2 separate regions of the Triticum aestivum genome follow, and region 2 is linked to region 1. The links are chromatin contacts, called in public Hi-C maps. All regions are on one chromosome and are shown on one strand. The core of a region is the stretch at or near the end of the contact, and the rest is flanking DNA. Distances in the headings are between cores, read along the strand shown.

The links. Hi-C and Micro-C count contacts between places; a contact is called where the count stands out from the background.
Region 2: a contact with region 1 is called in a Hi-C map of leaf, with 4 times the contacts expected there. The contact joins the promoter of LOC123098042 here to the promoter of LOC123098037 in region 1. A contact is called at or near these places in 3 of 5 Hi-C or Micro-C datasets (all in leaf) and 1 of 1 datasets of contacts at active chromatin or transcription factors (leaf).

What each region holds. Positions count from the first base shown.
Region 1 is chr4D:379,438,613-379,442,069 of IWGSC CS RefSeq v2.1, reverse strand. LOC123098037 (long chain base biosynthesis protein 1a) reads right to left here and starts at 1,894. Exons shown (of 13, transcript XM_044519911.1): 1 at 1,687-1,894; 2 at 520-686; 3 at 333-427; 4 at 137-228. The coding sequence starts at 631. It overlaps LOC123098038 (F-box protein At5g07610-like), which reads left to right and starts at 2,010. Exons shown (of 1, transcript XM_044519913.1): 1 at 2,010-3,457. The coding sequence starts at 2,057. The coding sequence ends at 3,181.
Region 2 is chr4D:379,630,102-379,633,558 of IWGSC CS RefSeq v2.1, reverse strand. It overlaps LOC123098042 (mucin-7), which reads right to left and starts at 1,797. Exons shown (of 1, transcript XM_044519915.1): 1 at 1-1,797. The coding sequence starts at 1,680. The coding sequence ends at 838. It also overlaps the pseudogene LOC123096983.

The DNA.
Region 1 (3,457 bases), core at 645-3,144:
CTAGGGAGTTTACAGTTATTCATAAAACTTGTAGGAGTGCACACTGGTTACGCTTCCTTGTAATTGCACAGACACAGACAGAAAAATAAATTCAAAAATACTGTTCCATATTAACAAACCAATAAGCCACACAGACCTTTCTAAGATTGGTGGGTCAATATGAGACCTCTCCTTGACTGGAGGACATAAAGGTTCTGGTTCCCATTCATCACATAGCTCATCAACCTCCTGCGGAGATTAAAATGCAAACTGTTAACTAAATATTTCATGAAACAAAAACCAGTGCTTATTAACTTTATCAAACTGCGAACAAAGGATAAAAAACACTCTACCTTCTCGCTAAGTGGCTTCTTTGGAGGTTTGTAGCTCTTCCTGGAAAGCTGAAACACTATGACGGCAATAAGAAGTCCTTCCACAACCAAATGACCTGAATCAATGACACCACCTCAAGATGTCAAAAACTATACCACCACCATCATGAAATCACACATTATTTGTTGATGAGTAGAAGAGGATCACCATCGATATGAACCCCGAAGACGACGGCGCGGGCAAGAGGAGCGTTGAATGCAGCTGAGACACGAGCAAGCGCTGCTGTGGTGGCATTCACAATCGGCAATGCCATGTCCATGTCCTAGCTCTATGGCGAGCCTTTTCCAACAAAGGGTAACTTCAGCCTTTCAAATCTGCCAAACAAACAACGCTCCTTTCCTCAATCAACCAGATCGGTCACAGAAAAGCAGAATCTAGTACTGGAACGCACACAAAACTGATCCCAAAGATCGAACAGACACAAAGGCATCATGTTTAACCCGGGTTATTTTTACAACAGTTACAGTAAGAAGTCACGCGCTTGGATCCAATCTGAGGGCGAACTCAATAAAGCTCTTAACTTTCCCACTTTCTGCACGCTCCTAGTAAAATCTAAATCTCACCCGCATCGAGGGACATGGGCAGCGAGATAAAGCTCAATGAAGGCCTTGCCTTTGCGGCCCCAAACCCGGATGGCCGCTGCCGGCGGCGGAGATCTCAGAGGAGAGGATGCCGCGTTTCGTTTCGTTTCGTTTCGTTTGGTTGGGAGGAAATTGAACTTATGAACACCAATTTTCAAAAGAAACCCATCTTACCTCCGGCAAAGAGCCATTGTCGTCCTCGCAAATCCCCAGAACTCGAAATTCTAAATTCCAATGGAAGAGAACAGGGAACATGAGCTCTCCTCACCTGGGACACCCTAATCCGATGCGCCGGACGGCGGTGCTCCTGCTGATTACCAGGTGCCAGCACCGGCGCAGGATCGCAGCCCCGCAATGGATGGCAGCACGGGGCTAACAGAGCAGAGGGGGGCGAGGGATTCGAAGAAAGTCAGTGCTGGAGAGAGACGAGGAGGAGGAGGAATAGAATACGGAGGGAGGAGGAGATGGGTTTTGTTTGAGTGGGCTCGTGTTCGGGCGGCGGTCGGTCATCTTTGGCTGGCTGGGCTGTGTCTATACTTTTCGGCCGGCCAGCGCGTTAATAATGAGGAAGATTCAAGGCTCTCAGTTATCCGTGTGCTATCCTCCTGTTTTGCTGGGCTCCCGTCGACCTCACCTCTGCATCCGCGGCCGGCCCTCTCCCGAGATGCAGATCGAAAGAAAAGGAAAAAGAAGCAGCGGCGGCGGCGGCAAACCGAGAAGATGACGGAAGTACCTGTCGGTGGCTGAACTGGAGGGAGCCAGGTCGTTGGCGTCGGGCGGGTCGGTGACGCCTCCGGATCCGCTCTGGCCGTCTGGGACTCTGGGTAGGTGGGCAGCTCTTTCGGGGGGATCTGGTTCTCGGGGGGCAGAAACTAACGGACATATGAGTGGGTCAAGTCGTGGCCATCCGAAACGCGGAAGGAGGGAAGGTTCCGTTCCCCTTCTCCCTCGCTCGAACACGACGGCGCCACCGCCGTCTCCTTCCGGCACCATGTCCATGCCGTCTCCTTCCGGCACCAAGCGTTTCCTTCTCCTTCGTCGCTGACCCCCTGACCCCTCCTCCATCTCCGTCTCCCTAGTGCAGACCTTCCTCCTGCCCCGGCATGGGCATGGCGGCCACGAGGCTCACGGACGACCTCCTCGTGGAGATCCTCGCGCGCGTGCCCGCCAAATCGCTCGCCCGTTTCAAGTGCGTCTCCAAGCACTGGCTGGGCCTCACCTTCGACCGCAGCCACCGCAGGAGGCTCCCCCAGACACTGTCCGGCTTCTTCTACAGCAGCGCCGGCGAGGAGTGCTTCCTGGAGTCACCTGTCCACTTCACCAGCGTCGAGGGCAGCCGCCGCCCTCTGGTCCGCACCTCTTCCGCGTTCCTTCCCAGCCACCGGCGCGTCGACCTCCTGGACTGCTGCAACGGCCTCCTCCTCTGCCGCTGGTACGAAGTCTCTGCCCGTGCCGACGAGTTCCGTTACGTCGTGTGCAACCCCGCGACGGAGAAGTGGGTCGTCTTGCCGGACTCTGGCCAGGCGGGCGAGGCGGGCGCCGCTCGTCTGGGCTTCGACCAGGCGTCGCCTCACTTCCATGTGTTTGAGTTGGTGGAGCAGGAATTTTTTTCGCCGGACTTCCCTGTCTACCTCATCGGAGTGCAGGTGTATTCTTCTGAATCCGGGAGATGGGTTCATAATGAGAAGGCATGGGATGAGCATATTAGGCTCGCCAATCGCCAGTCGGCGACTGTCTTCCTTAACGGCCATCTGCATTTTCACACCTATGACGGCGAGTCACGCCAGTGTCTAGCCGCGGTGGACACGGAGGGGGAAACATGGACGGACTTCCGCGCCCCTGGCGGTCTAGATGGCGGTCATATTCAGCAGTCACAGGGTCGCCTGCATTATGCCAATTTTCATCAAGATGAAGATGCCCGTGTGGTTCGACTAGTAGTTCATGTTCTCGAGGACTACGACAGCAAAGAATGGATATTGAAGCATAGCGTTGAAACTTCATATTTATCTGGAGGGACACATGTTCTTGACCTTAATGTGGACTTCCATTTGATTGCAGTTCATCCGGAATGTAACTTGATCTTTTTTACTGCGGGTTGGGATACCACCTTCATGTGCTATAATATGGATAGTCGGCGGGTCAAAGTGATCTGCAATCTTGAAGATGGCAAGCCGCCATATCTGCCGTATGTGCCATTGTACACAGAGTTACCATCACTGCACACATGATATCAATATCACACTTCTGATGCCTTGATAAGAAGTGCATCTTCGACAGGAGTCGATTGCTGCCGTGGCTTGGTATGTCTGTTTCAATTGGTTCTTGTTTTCTCTAACTTGGATAGTAAAGTGAGGTTCCAATTCTTGCCAACCTTAGTATGTCTGTTTGAATTGGTTCATGTTTTCTGTAAGCAACTGAATTTCGTAGACTTGCCTGAAAGACTAAAAGTTGTAATGCTGCCCTGATTCTAGGATTTGTAGCTGGTGATGCAGTCAGTTTCATGC
Region 2 (3,457 bases), core at 548-3,047, 190 kb before region 1:
CGGGCATGATCTGTGACACCGGAGTCACAATCACATCATTGTCAAGTCCCTCAGAGGCTAATGGCGGTGAGCTGGCCCTAGCACGAGGGGAGAAACGACCATGGAGCTCGTCTCCCTTCTCAGCGTCGAAGTTGCCATCGGGCACAACCAAAGGGCGCAACACAGGCGGCGCCAGGGAGAGCCCGCCCAGTGCAGCCTCAGCTCGCTCCATGAAGCTCTTCATCCGCAACATCCAACCTTTCATAGAATCAACGACATCACGCAGAGGCTGGACCGTTTTCTCAAGTTGAAAGGAAGCCATACCAAGGAGCTCAGAGCGCAGCAGCTCGGCCTGCCTCTCCAAAGTGGGCCGCATCGAGATATCCGTCGGGGCCATTGAGCCAGCAGGAGCAGAAACGATCGATGCCCAAGAATCACAACAAAATGTCTTCGGGAGGGGTGGGGCTTCTTTCTGGACCTTGTATGGAGATGGAGCTTGTTGGTGCTTGACGGGGAGGCGGGGCAGTGGCGACACAGTAGCTCTTCCCAAGGAGCTAAGGGGATGCCAGGCATTGCGGCACTCACGCGATCGATGACCGTTCTCAAGGCACCGATAACATCTAAAAGGATCTCGACAATCCGCTGCACAGTGTCCAGGAAAGAGACATCTGCAACATCTACCATGAAGCCAAGCGGGGACGGGACGGGGAGCCAAAGCAGGGGCTTGTGACGCCTGGAGTTGCACATGGCGCCGCGGGAGCACCTTCTGCCAACCTCCGCATGTATCCGCATCACACGCCACGTCCTGCCGAGCAGCCGAAATCGAGGATTTGGTAGCCGGCGGTGGCGTCTGTGGGGCTAGCTCATTATCATCGTCGTCGTCTTCTTCACCGTCAGTAAAGGAGCTCCACAAAACAGGTAGCTCTGAGTCAAGACCCGTCGCAGTATGGTAGAAGCCGAGGACAGCGCCGTTTCCACAGGAGCCGTGGACAGCGCTTCAGCAGCAGGAGTTGTGGCTGTGGGTGGCGCTTCAGCAGCAGGGGTTGTGGGCGGCGCTTCAGCAGCACCAGCCGGGGGTGTCGGCGAGGCTTCCACAAGAGTCAAGTAGGACGTAGCAGCACCGGCAGGAGTCGGGGATGGCGCGCCCACAGTAGCAGTCGAGGTTGATGGTGCATCGCTGACAGAAGCAGCGTCAGCAGAGGCAGGGGACGAGAGACACCCAAGCGGCGGAGGCGGTGAGGACCCGGCCTGGGGAAGCCCCGAGCTATGCACCGTCGGAAATGCAGCCACAACCAGCCTCGGAGGCAGCCCAACGCGGGACAAATGGCCACCAGCGGCCGGGGCAGCCTTGCGGGAGGCCAGGGCAACCGCGGCCAGCACTGCGGCGGAGGTGGCTGACCCTGACGGAGCAGCCGGCATCGTGGATGCAGGCGCTGGCAGCTTGCTCGGTGACGGCGGGACGACGCTCAGCCTGAAGCCTGCGGGCAGCAACGTGCCAGCCGGGACGCAGGGCGGCGGTGGGGAGGCCGCCGCCGGCGAGGGCCTTGGGGAGCGCTCGGCGGACTGAGCTCCCTCCATGGCCGATGCCGCGGACGCTGGCTTGGAGCACGGTCGTGGAGGCATGGCGTCAGATGGAGCAAAGCTTCGCAGGAGAGAGAGAGGAGGTGGAGGGGATCCCGGATCCAGTCTCAGCTGAAGCATGGGAGGCCGGAGGCGGTAGATCGGGCGGCGCCGCCGCGAGCGCGAGAGCCTCTCATGTCCCTGTTTCGCGGTGGCTTTTCACTCCAACTGTTTCATCGTAAAGTCGAATGGGATAGACTTGCCACATGGACGCGGCTTGCCTGCGGCCTAGGCGTGCGACCATCAGTGCGACGCAGCCATCGCACGGCTGTGCGTGAGCCCCCTCCCGCTGCGGATTTTCTCTCAAAAAAAATAGAATACAGATCCTAATACTGATTGCCGTCTGTATGGATACATCCCTTATCCACATCCCTTTCCTTGGTCGGAACTCAAGCTCAGCTCAAGCTTTCCATGTCCTCTGCTGCTCCTGCTCCTCGAGCCTCCAAGCACTTCCTGCCCATTGACCGGATCTCGTCGCGCTGCCGTGCAGCTTCTACTCGGGCGTGCGCACTCACGCATCTCACCCCATCCCGGTTCCCGGGTGGCCGCCGCCCGCGTGCGCCTGCTGAATCAGCATCCCCGGCTCGGCTGGCCGCCACCGTGGTCCGCCTACTAAATCAGCATCCCTGGCTCGGCTGGCCTCCGTCGTGGTCCGCCTGCTCGACCTAGTCGCACAGCAGTTCGGTGGGGACGGGATCCTCCGCGGCGCCGTCCTCGCTGGTCTGAGATGCGGAGCCTAGCGGGAGCATGTGGGACGACCACGCAAGAGGTTGGCGTGTCCTTGGCGGGTGCTCGGGCTTGTGGAGGAGGGGCCGAGTATCGAGGGGAAGGACGTTGAGAATCAACATCAACGCCATCAATTTGGTAGTCAGAGAGGAAGAACAAAGGGACTGCAGCTCATACATGCAGTATTATCTCCGCATACACACAGGTAATTTCCTCTTCTTCTTGTGCCATTCAGTCTCACGCGTGTTAAATTCAGAGAAGGAGAGCTATTAGCAATTCCATTACTCTGCTTTCATTCAGTTAAGATGCATGTTAAATTCAGAGAAGGGAGAGCTAGTAGCAATTCCAGTACTTTGCTTTCATCCAGTTAAATTAAGATTCCTTACATGCTAAATTCGGACTGATTGTCAATTTGTTTTCTCCTCGCTCTATGCCTCTAAGCATGACATTTAGATAGATGGTTCAGTTACATATATTATGCATAATTGAAATGGATCATTGGGATCCCGGTCATCTTAACTTAAAATGAGAGAAGGATAGGTTAGAGGCTCATATGAGCACGATGCTTGTGGAAAATTGTTCATAGCTAATTCTATGAATTAGTACACAATTAAAAAAAATGTGAACTAGTATATTTGATTGGGGACGCTTAGTAGCATTCAGTTGATGGTACATACAAGTTCTAACAAAAATTATTTGCAACTTTGAAGTCAAAACACACATGAGATAAACCTCGCGACAACAAAATAGATCATGTTGGCTTCGGTTGATTGAGGAAGGCTTGGTTTTGTCCTGTCGTCATACTAGAGGTAGAGGTTCCAATGGTCCTTTGCACTGAGGGATTCTGCATCGAGTGTTGCTGCTGTAAATAGGTAGACATGTGATCTGTCAGATGACCCTGGGGAGAAAGGTAGCAATTTCAGTTTCATTGAAGTTGAGAAATTGGAAAACTTGGAAGTATGGAATGTTATACCACTGGAGTATAGTGTGGGTCTTGGGTCTGTGGTGGCATCAGGATGGTGTGACCAACTGATGGCTGCATTGTAGCATTTACAATAGATGTCGCTTTCGGTTGAAGAAGGAAGCCTTGATTTCCTCCTGTCATCGAACTATAGTTAGAGGCTCCAATGGC